Linked DNA regions of Mus musculus: region 1 is linked to region 2. The links are chromatin contacts, called in public HiChIP or PLAC-seq maps. All regions are on one chromosome and are shown on one strand. The core of a region is the stretch at or near the end of the contact, and the rest is flanking DNA. Distances in the headings are between cores, read along the strand shown. Region 1 holds the start of H1f10 (H1.10 linker histone). Region 2 overlaps Hmces (5-hydroxymethylcytosine (hmC) binding, ES cell specific).

Region 1 (4,030 bases), core at 828-3,327, 44 kb before region 2:
AAGACTCCCTCATCACGTGTCCTTTCATGTGCTTGGTTGAGCAGAACATCCTTTTCCTGTGTCCACTTCAGCTAAACGTTCCTTCACGTTTGCAAACCCCATTCAACCAAAGAACTCTTTAAGTTTCCACGTCATTAAAGTGCAAGCAAAGATTAAAAGTTTAGTGAAATATATGCACTAGCTCACTTTTTAAAATCTTAAATTTTCCTTTTGTGAATGAAATAATGTTTTTATGGGATGCAGTCTTAGATGTTAGGGAAGGGCTAATAAGGTAACAACTCGATGTTCTAAGCATTCTTGCGTAATTAATTACAGTTCATTTGATGTTTACATGCCTTAGGAAAAAACAGCATCTCTGTGGGTAATTTTGGGCTTATCGATTGTATTGAAGTTTCCTGACTCTTAACAAGAAAGACAAACTAGATTCTCACATTGCTTTGTCTGTCTTACCTCAGATTGACTGGACCAACAGACACCAGTCTGGTGAACAACATCTGTCCTGATTGAAGCTTCTGCCTGAGCCTGAGGGCAGCATGGCATTCCAGCACGCAGGGTACGCAGCAGCAGCAGCAGCAGCAGCAGCAGCGGGCTCCTGGTAGCTGGAGATAGGAGTGAGTGTCATCAGCCCACGGAAGGGGTTTAAAGAAAAAGAGGGTAGTGAGTCCAGGAGAGCCTGCACCCTATAGCCCGCTGTCCCTCAAAACTCACAGGCCCCTTGGCCCTCCTCCTGAGAACGAGTCACAAGAGGATGACTTGGGCTCTGGGCTCTGCTAAACCCTGGCCACTTCCTGACGATCCTTCCTTTGATGGGGATGAGGTCGTGGGGTGCGGGGAGGCTGGCACACCCACGAGTACTGAGTTTGAAAGGCTGAGAATCTGGGCCTTCTTGATCTACAGGCAGTCACTCCCTCTTTTCACCCAAGAGGCCAGGGAACTGCTTACCTATTGGAACAAAGCTGGCCTGGACGCTTTAGTGGTGTCTACTATGTCCTCCGCAGGCTGGCCATTGCCTGCACAGCCCTCTCTCCACCGTTGGACTACTTCCCAGGCTTTCAGGTCCTTCTCTGTACCACCACCTCCTTCAAGTCCTCCCGCACCAAGTGATGCAGTATTCGATCCCCCAAAGCCGGCAGGATCCTCAAAAGCCAAATCCCCTGCCACACCCTCTAAGGGAAATGCCTTAAGGGTAACCTTACACTTTTCCATCCTGGAGCCCCCATCTAATTCTGAGGGGTCCAGGGACGGCTACTTAAGCATCACAAAATGGGGTACTTGGGGCCAGAGAGTGGTGAGGAAGTGTCTAGGGAGAGGCCCTTGTGGTCGTGCCTGCACTGACTCATCTTTGAGATGCCAGGCGTGCAACCTCAGGGCAATTCCCTTCTGTTGGTTCCCCTTAGGATTCTGAGAAGACCCCCGCCCCAGCACGCTCTCGGGCTTTGCCTTGCTCCTGTCGGCCGCGTGAGGGCGTACCCTGTGTTAGTTGGGACAAATTAATGCCCTTCCTGCGGGCAGGGCTGTGGTCCCCTGGGCCCAGAACCAACTCAGGTGCCTGAGGAGCACTCTTGTCTGCCGCCTGCAAAGTTCTCGGTCTTGGGGTCTCGCCCGGGGCCCGTGCTAATCCTTTGCAAATCGAGCGCCCCCCTCCTCCATGCTCCTATAGCCTGGGGTACACACCTCTGAGCCGCTCCGCTGAGCCCGTCCTAGGCGCAGGCCGCCTCTGCGCAGCGCAGCGGGCTCGGATGCTGTCCAGGGCACACTGCTGAGGGTGCAGCCGCGCCCGGGAGCCGCGGGCGGAGGAGCCAGTGGCCGCGGAAGGCGCTCCAAGAAGCACAAGTTGGCGCTGGACTGGGCCCAGGCTGTTGTTGTTCTCAACGTGGTCCGCCACGGGGAAATAAAAGCGGAGCGGGGCGCGCTCTCCGCCAGAGCGTAGCGCGCACGCCCAGAGCTCCGGAGCCCGCGCAGTGCTGCCGCGCTCCCCGCAGGCTCCTCTCCGCATCCCACCCCCCCAGCCCCGCCGCGGCCGGCCCGGCCCCCGCCCGCACCTCAGCCCTGCCGCCTGGTCCCAGGCCCGGCCGCGGCCGCTCCCGCCTGGAGCCGCCGCGCGCCCCCAGTCCCCCGGCGCCGCCGCGGCCCCTCGCCTTCCTCTTCCCGGCGCGGCCCCCCGGCTACCGCGCGCCGCCTGCCGCCAACCCGCTGGCCACCATGTCGGTGGAGCTTGAGGAGGCCCTGCCGCCAACGAGCGCCGACGGGACGGCCCGCAAGACGGCCAAGGCCGGCGGCTCTGCGGCGCCCACGCAGCCCAAGAGAAGGAAGAACCGCAAGAAGAACCAGCCAGGCAAGTACAGCCAGCTGGTGGTGGAGACCATCCGCAAGCTGGGGGAGCGCGGCGGCTCGTCTCTGGCGCGCATCTACGCTGAGGCCAGGAAGGTGGCATGGTTCGACCAGCAGAACGGGCGCACCTACCTCAAGTACTCTATCCGGGCGCTGGTGCAGAACGATACGCTACTGCAGGTGAAGGGCACCGGCGCCAACGGATCCTTCAAGCTGAACCGCAAGAAGCTGGAGGGCGGCGCGGAGCGGCGCGGAGCTTCGGCGGCCAGCAGCCCCGCGCCCAAGGCGCGCACGGCGGCGGCGGACAGAACGCCCGCCAGGCCGCAGCCGGAGCGGCGCGCGCACAAGAGCAAGAAGGCGGCGGCTGCTGCCAGCGCGAAGAAAGTGAAGAAGGCGGCCAAACCCAGCGTGCCCAAGGTGCCCAAGGGCCGCAAGTGACGCCCCTACGGTCTGGCGACATCGTCGAGTTTTCCATCTGTCTCTATCCCTATCCGCCCCCCCCACCCTCGGTGTACCGGTTCCGTAGGGTTCCGCCTGGCCCAGGTCCCTGATCCCTGTCCCCTCCCCCGCCCCTCCCCCAGCGATGCTGCGTTCTGTTTGCTTTAGGTTTTTGAAACGGCCCTGGCGACGCCCCCATTGGCTCTCACCCTTGGCAACGGCCGTCGCCATGGTTACCGGCCCGGCGGCGCCAATGGCCTGGTGGCGCCTGCCTACTGTGCCCGCTGATGGCCACCAGGCGCTTGGGTTGTGTGGCGCCTTGCTCCGCCCGCTGCCTTCCTGGGGCGCAATAAACGGTTCCAACCTTGACCATTGTCGTTGTCTTGTGGGCGCTGGAGGCTGCTTGGGGTTCCTGCGGGGGAGTCGAGGGTCATTAAGACCAGCTAGACAACTAGCAGGCGCTGCCAGAGGTGGGACAGATGTGCCCAGAGACAGCTGCCCAGTGGAGAACTCTTGTAAAAGTGGGTTCCCAGTCTTGGGTTGCTGCAGTGTCCAGCATATAAAAGATAAAAGATTTCTACATGTTGGAAATTAAACCTCAGGATCTAGTGCAACATAATGGACAGTTTTACCAAATGGAAGACTAGGAAGGTTCTGAACAGTATGTACACATACAAGTAGGGTGAGATGGAACCCGAGTTAGGGGAGGGTTACATGGTGCTCTTTCCCTGTATCACCTTTTTGGGTCTTGGCAGTGTCTTGAGGGTGGGAAGGGACCAGTGTTTCTTGGCAGGTGTGATCATGAAGCAGACTGAGCTGCCCAAAGTGGGCATTTCACTGCCTCTTGGATGTCTGGTACCTGGCTGAAGTTGCCCTGCAAAGGGCATAGGCAGGTATCATGTTGAATTGGGGTGGACCACCCTCAAGCTGGTCAGTGAGGCAATGACTTCCAGACGGCTCAGTCCACAGGGTCATAACAGCTGGGCCTAAGAAACAGCCTTGCGCTGCTCCATGGATCTTTTTGAGGTTTCCTGAAGGCTAAGGGGTGGCTCTTCTCCAAGTGCTGGTGAAAGCCCTAACCTAACTCTTACCCTGCTAACCCACTGGAGGCTTTTCATGAGCTTCTGGGTGCCTTTCAGGTTATTATTCCTCGTCGTCTTTTCATAATTCCCGACTCTGTACCTGCCTTCCAGTGGTTTATCCCTCACATGCTGCTCTCTGGTTCATCCTTCTCTGTCACCCATCTCCCATTGGCTTCTTA
Region 2 (3,932 bases), core at 1,262-3,761:
GTCCCAGCACTTGGGAGGCAGAGGCAGGCGGATTTCTGAGTTCGAGGTCAGCCTGGTCTACAGAGTGAGTTCTAGGACAGCCAAGGTTACACAGAGAAACCCTGTCTCAAACAAACAAACAAAACAAAACAAGAATAAAACATAATTTGAGTAATTCACATACATATACACAGAGAGAGAGAGAGAGAAAGAGAGAGAGAGAGATCTTTATAACAGTGACATCTGAAGAAATAAGCACGATGCTTTTATACTTTTGCATAACGCATTTCTGAAAGACCTGAGCCTGTGGCTATCAGCAGCCTGTGATTCCTTGGCTGCAGGGCTCAATCTCAGGGATGTTATAGAGACCTATGGGAGAGTGGTACTGAAGTTCATAGGAGGTAAGGATTCCTTTTAAAATGTGTTTACTCGAGGCTGTTACAGACCCAGTTCTCAGGCTCCGGTGATCAAGGGTGTTTCCTGGATACTCCCAAGAGAATCTTTGTCTTCCTGCATGTAGGAAAGGACAGATCAAGTGATTTTTTTCCGATAGTACCATTCTGCAAATGATTTGGACTTCCTATAATCTATACTCAGCACATTTTGAAATGGCCTATCTTTAACGTTTTCAGGCCTGGCAGAAGTCTGAGAGTTCAGTTTGCACCATTGCACCTGTCCTCCAGACCCTCCCAGCTATAAGCAAAATCTCCACATTCCCCAAGATGCAACATTCCTCCCATGCCAGGAGCCCCATGGATTGCTCCTCAATCTACCTGTGCTAAGTCATGCACCAGGGACCAAGCTTCTGGCTTTAGCCTATTTTTGCCTGAATGCAAAGCAGTTTTACCTGAGGCACTGAATCAAGATGGACTGTGGAGAGGACAGAAGCGAACATCTAACACAACCCAGACATGCTGTGCAGTCTGCTTCCCCCAGGGCTGGACTGAAGGAAGGAATCCCTAAGGATGAGTTATCATCCCCTAATTGTTGCTTAAGTGTTGGGCACAGTCTGGGAGGCCAGCAGGCGGCCCAGACAACCAGATCCTCCTGATGCCCACTGCTCTAGAGAATGCCAGGCACGATCCCACACAGCACATTCAGACCTGCAGACCAGTCTGCCCTGCTTAGTCTGAGGTTTAGTTAATCATGAAGGACAAACCCTTTGCTCCCCTTTCCTGTTGGATCTCAGTACTGAGTTTTGGTGGTACTAAAGAAGGAAGGGCTCCCTGAGTCTGCTACAGAGGTTGCAGGCGAGATCAAACAGGCCTGGATTTCTTTGTAAAATGGAATAATCTGAGGAAGAAATGGGTGTGAAGCTCTGGGCAGTTATAGCAATTGCTGACTAAACACATGGGCATTTCTTATGTTCTAATCTTTTAAAGAGCTAGGTGACAAGTAAAATGGCCTTCATCTGTGATTTTGGGTCCTAAATAGAAAAAGTCATGGGAAGGAGGGGTGGAAAAACGAACACTCTATAGCAGAATCTCTTGACTAATACGCTATCATTTACACACCTTTAACTGGATCAGTAAGGGCTTTTATTTTTTGAAAAAATAAAAAGGAAAACAGAAGATGTTCCCAGCTATTGAGATGGCTCAGTGGATAGAGTGTGCTGCACAAGTCTTACAAGCTGGACTCTACCCCTGAAGCCCACCAAGACGGAGGGAACCAGCTGACTCCAATTTTCCTCTGACCTCCTTCCACATGTATGCTGAGCACATGATTTTACACACACACACACACACACACACACACACACACACACACATGGAGGATGCTCCAGAGTTCTATAGGCAGCATCAAACATTGTCAAGAAGGCAGGAAAAACAGTCACAGTTCTCTGAAATAAGTAAAAAGTTGATAAGCAATTAGCAACGTCCAGTAAAACTGAAGACTCAAAAAAAAAAAATCAAAAAATTAATGCCCGATGTAAACGAATTTACAAAATGTACAATAATGAAATTGTGTTCTTAGATATAAAAATTTAGGGTCTTATGTAGGCTGGCTTTGAACGCCCAATCCCCCAGCCTCCATCGTCCCTTGTGCTGGGGTAACAAGTGGGTACCTCCAGGGCAGGATAGCATGTTATTTATATGAAAGTGCTCCTTGAATGAATAGTTACTCATGCATTGCATTCATGTCTACCAAAGCCCTACTAAGGAATTTTACCATAAGTAGAAGGGGAAGTAGTAATAAAAACAAGGGAAATGCATTACACGATGTAAAGGTCAATATGTAATTCAGTGAATATTCCAGTAAGTTATCTGAATTCAAAACAAAACCAAAACCTCATTGAAACGAGATTATTCCCTAAACCAGAGGCCATAGCAGAAGCACAGGGTGTCAGGACCCTGGCTACTAGGGTCACTAGCTCTGAGCTGGCTCCATTGAAAAGCCCTAGAGGGAAGACAGCCTGGGAAGGACAGGGTGGTGGGCCTGCAGGCACCTGGCTCTGTCTCCAAGGATCCGCCCGCACTGGGTGGACGCTTTGGCTTTGGCACACTCACAGAACACAGGATCGGTGTAGGATTGGTGGAAACCCGACCCCTAATTTGCATAAACCGAGGCCAGTGCGCATCCCAGGATCCCTCCCACTCAGCTGCAGCTGCCTCTGCAGGAGCAGACCATGCCCTGGTTTCTATGTCCCTATCTACACATGAGCGGTTCTTATGGGAGCCGTGGCCTCCAGCTGCCCTCTCTCTCTCTGCACTAAGGGGTTGTCGAGAGGCCTGGCAGAGACCACAGCCCTTTTGGCAGAGACAGCCCTCGGGAGCGCCTGTACTTCGTACTTACATGGTGTGCTGGAGTGGAGGCACACAGGACCGCACGCAACATTGCACCTGCTCTCGCTTACACAGCAATGACACTAAAATTGGACTAACATGATTAAACGGACGGCGCCTGGTCAACTACTTTGACTTTTTTTTTGTTTTTGAGACAGGGTTTTTCTGTGTAGCCCTGGCTGTCCTGGAACTCACTTTGTAGACCACGCTGGCCTCGAACTCAGAAATCCGCCTGCCTCTGCCTCCCGAGTGCTGGGATTAAAGGCGTGCGCCACCACACCCGGCTTATACTTTGACTTTTTGTTACCAGGACAAACCGTGGATAAAAGTTCTTTACTTGCCAAGGGAAATAACATCCCAAACAACTCATTACGAAGTGATTTGGTGCCAAGGAAAGACAAGGGGGCTCCACAGAGCAAAGAGCTGAGTGGTGGGAGCTACTCCTCTAGCACTCTGGGTCGCATACCCACCTGCCTCCATGCCCCTGTGCCCGCGCAACTTCTGAGGCCTTCTCACCTTAAGGGTCTTGAAGGCCTCTGTACCCAACGATTCTCCAAATCTTCCCCAAATCACTCAGCTACTTCACTTAGGTTGGTTTTAAACTAAACCCAGAAGAATTTTGAAGTATTAAAAGTGTGGCTGCCGACACTAAACTGACTCTTTGAAGGCCCCAGTGGCCCACCCTTTTATGGTAAAACTCATACTTTAAAACAAATACCAGGAAATACTGGGTGAGAGCCAGAACTCTTGCCAGCCAAGGTTTACCAAACGCAGTTTATTTAGGACAAAATACATTTTAAGACCTTAACTCTAAAGGAGAGCCCAGAGACTGAGAAGAGCCTCCTTCGTGGAACACCAGGGAACAGGAAAGCTCCCAGCAGGGAGGCAGAAATAGGAGGGGTAGCAGGGCCCACAGGGCTGTCTCACGGTAGCCATGTTCTTTCAGGTCAGCTGACATTGGGCCACCACATTCCCAAGTAAAAGGTTACAATTCCAGTCAACTGGTGACAACAGTAATGCTGTATCAGGCTGAGGCCTGGTATGGAGCCTAGCTGTTAGGCTTCTTGGCCATGGGCTCATCCTCCTTCTCCTGCTTCAGCCATCGATCCAGGAAGCTGCTGGTAGCACCTCTTTTAGCAGGCAATGGGCTCTTCTGGAGAAACTGGCTGG

What was found. HiChIP or PLAC-seq counts read pairs in DNA pulled down with a chosen protein or histone mark.
Region 1: a contact with region 2 is called in an H3K4me3 HiChIP or PLAC-seq map of neural tube, with 2.7 times the contacts expected there. The contact joins the promoter of H1f10 here to the enhancer-like site in region 2. A contact is called at or near these places in 14 of 39 promoter capture datasets (the 3T3-L1 cell line, 3T3-L1-derived adipocytes, the HPC-7 cell line and 7 more), 20 of 484 Hi-C or Micro-C datasets (the AML12 cell line, DN2 thymocytes, the HPC-7 cell line and 10 more), 18 of 115 datasets of contacts at active chromatin or transcription factors (CD8 T cells, bone marrow-derived macrophages, craniofacial prominence and 10 more) and 3 of 9 other capture datasets (adipose tissue, liver and pancreatic islet).

The regions. Positions count from the first base shown.
Region 1 is chr6:87,979,529-87,983,558 of GRCm38.p6, reverse strand. H1f10 (H1.10 linker histone) reads left to right here and starts at 2,077. Exons shown (of 1, transcript NM_198622.1): 1 at 2,077-3,138. The coding sequence starts at 2,203. The coding sequence ends at 2,769. It overlaps Gm5577 (predicted gene 5577), which reads right to left and starts at 1,876. Exons shown (of 2, transcript NR_026990.1): 1 at 1,675-1,876; 2 at 1-599.
Region 2 is chr6:87,936,205-87,940,136 of GRCm38.p6, reverse strand. It overlaps Hmces (5-hydroxymethylcytosine (hmC) binding, ES cell specific), which reads right to left. Exons shown (of 7, transcript NM_173737.2): 7 at 3,523-3,932. The coding sequence ends at 3,811. Among named protein-coding and RNA genes, the nearest start is that of Hmces, 24 kb to the right of the region's middle. Within about 2 kb of position 2,511, at least 79 of the 459 cell types and tissues checked have an H3K27ac peak or open chromatin away from gene starts, as enhancers often do. A contact at or near this core is called in the N1E-115 cell line, Sertoli cells, craniofacial prominence and 4 more, where this site is marked.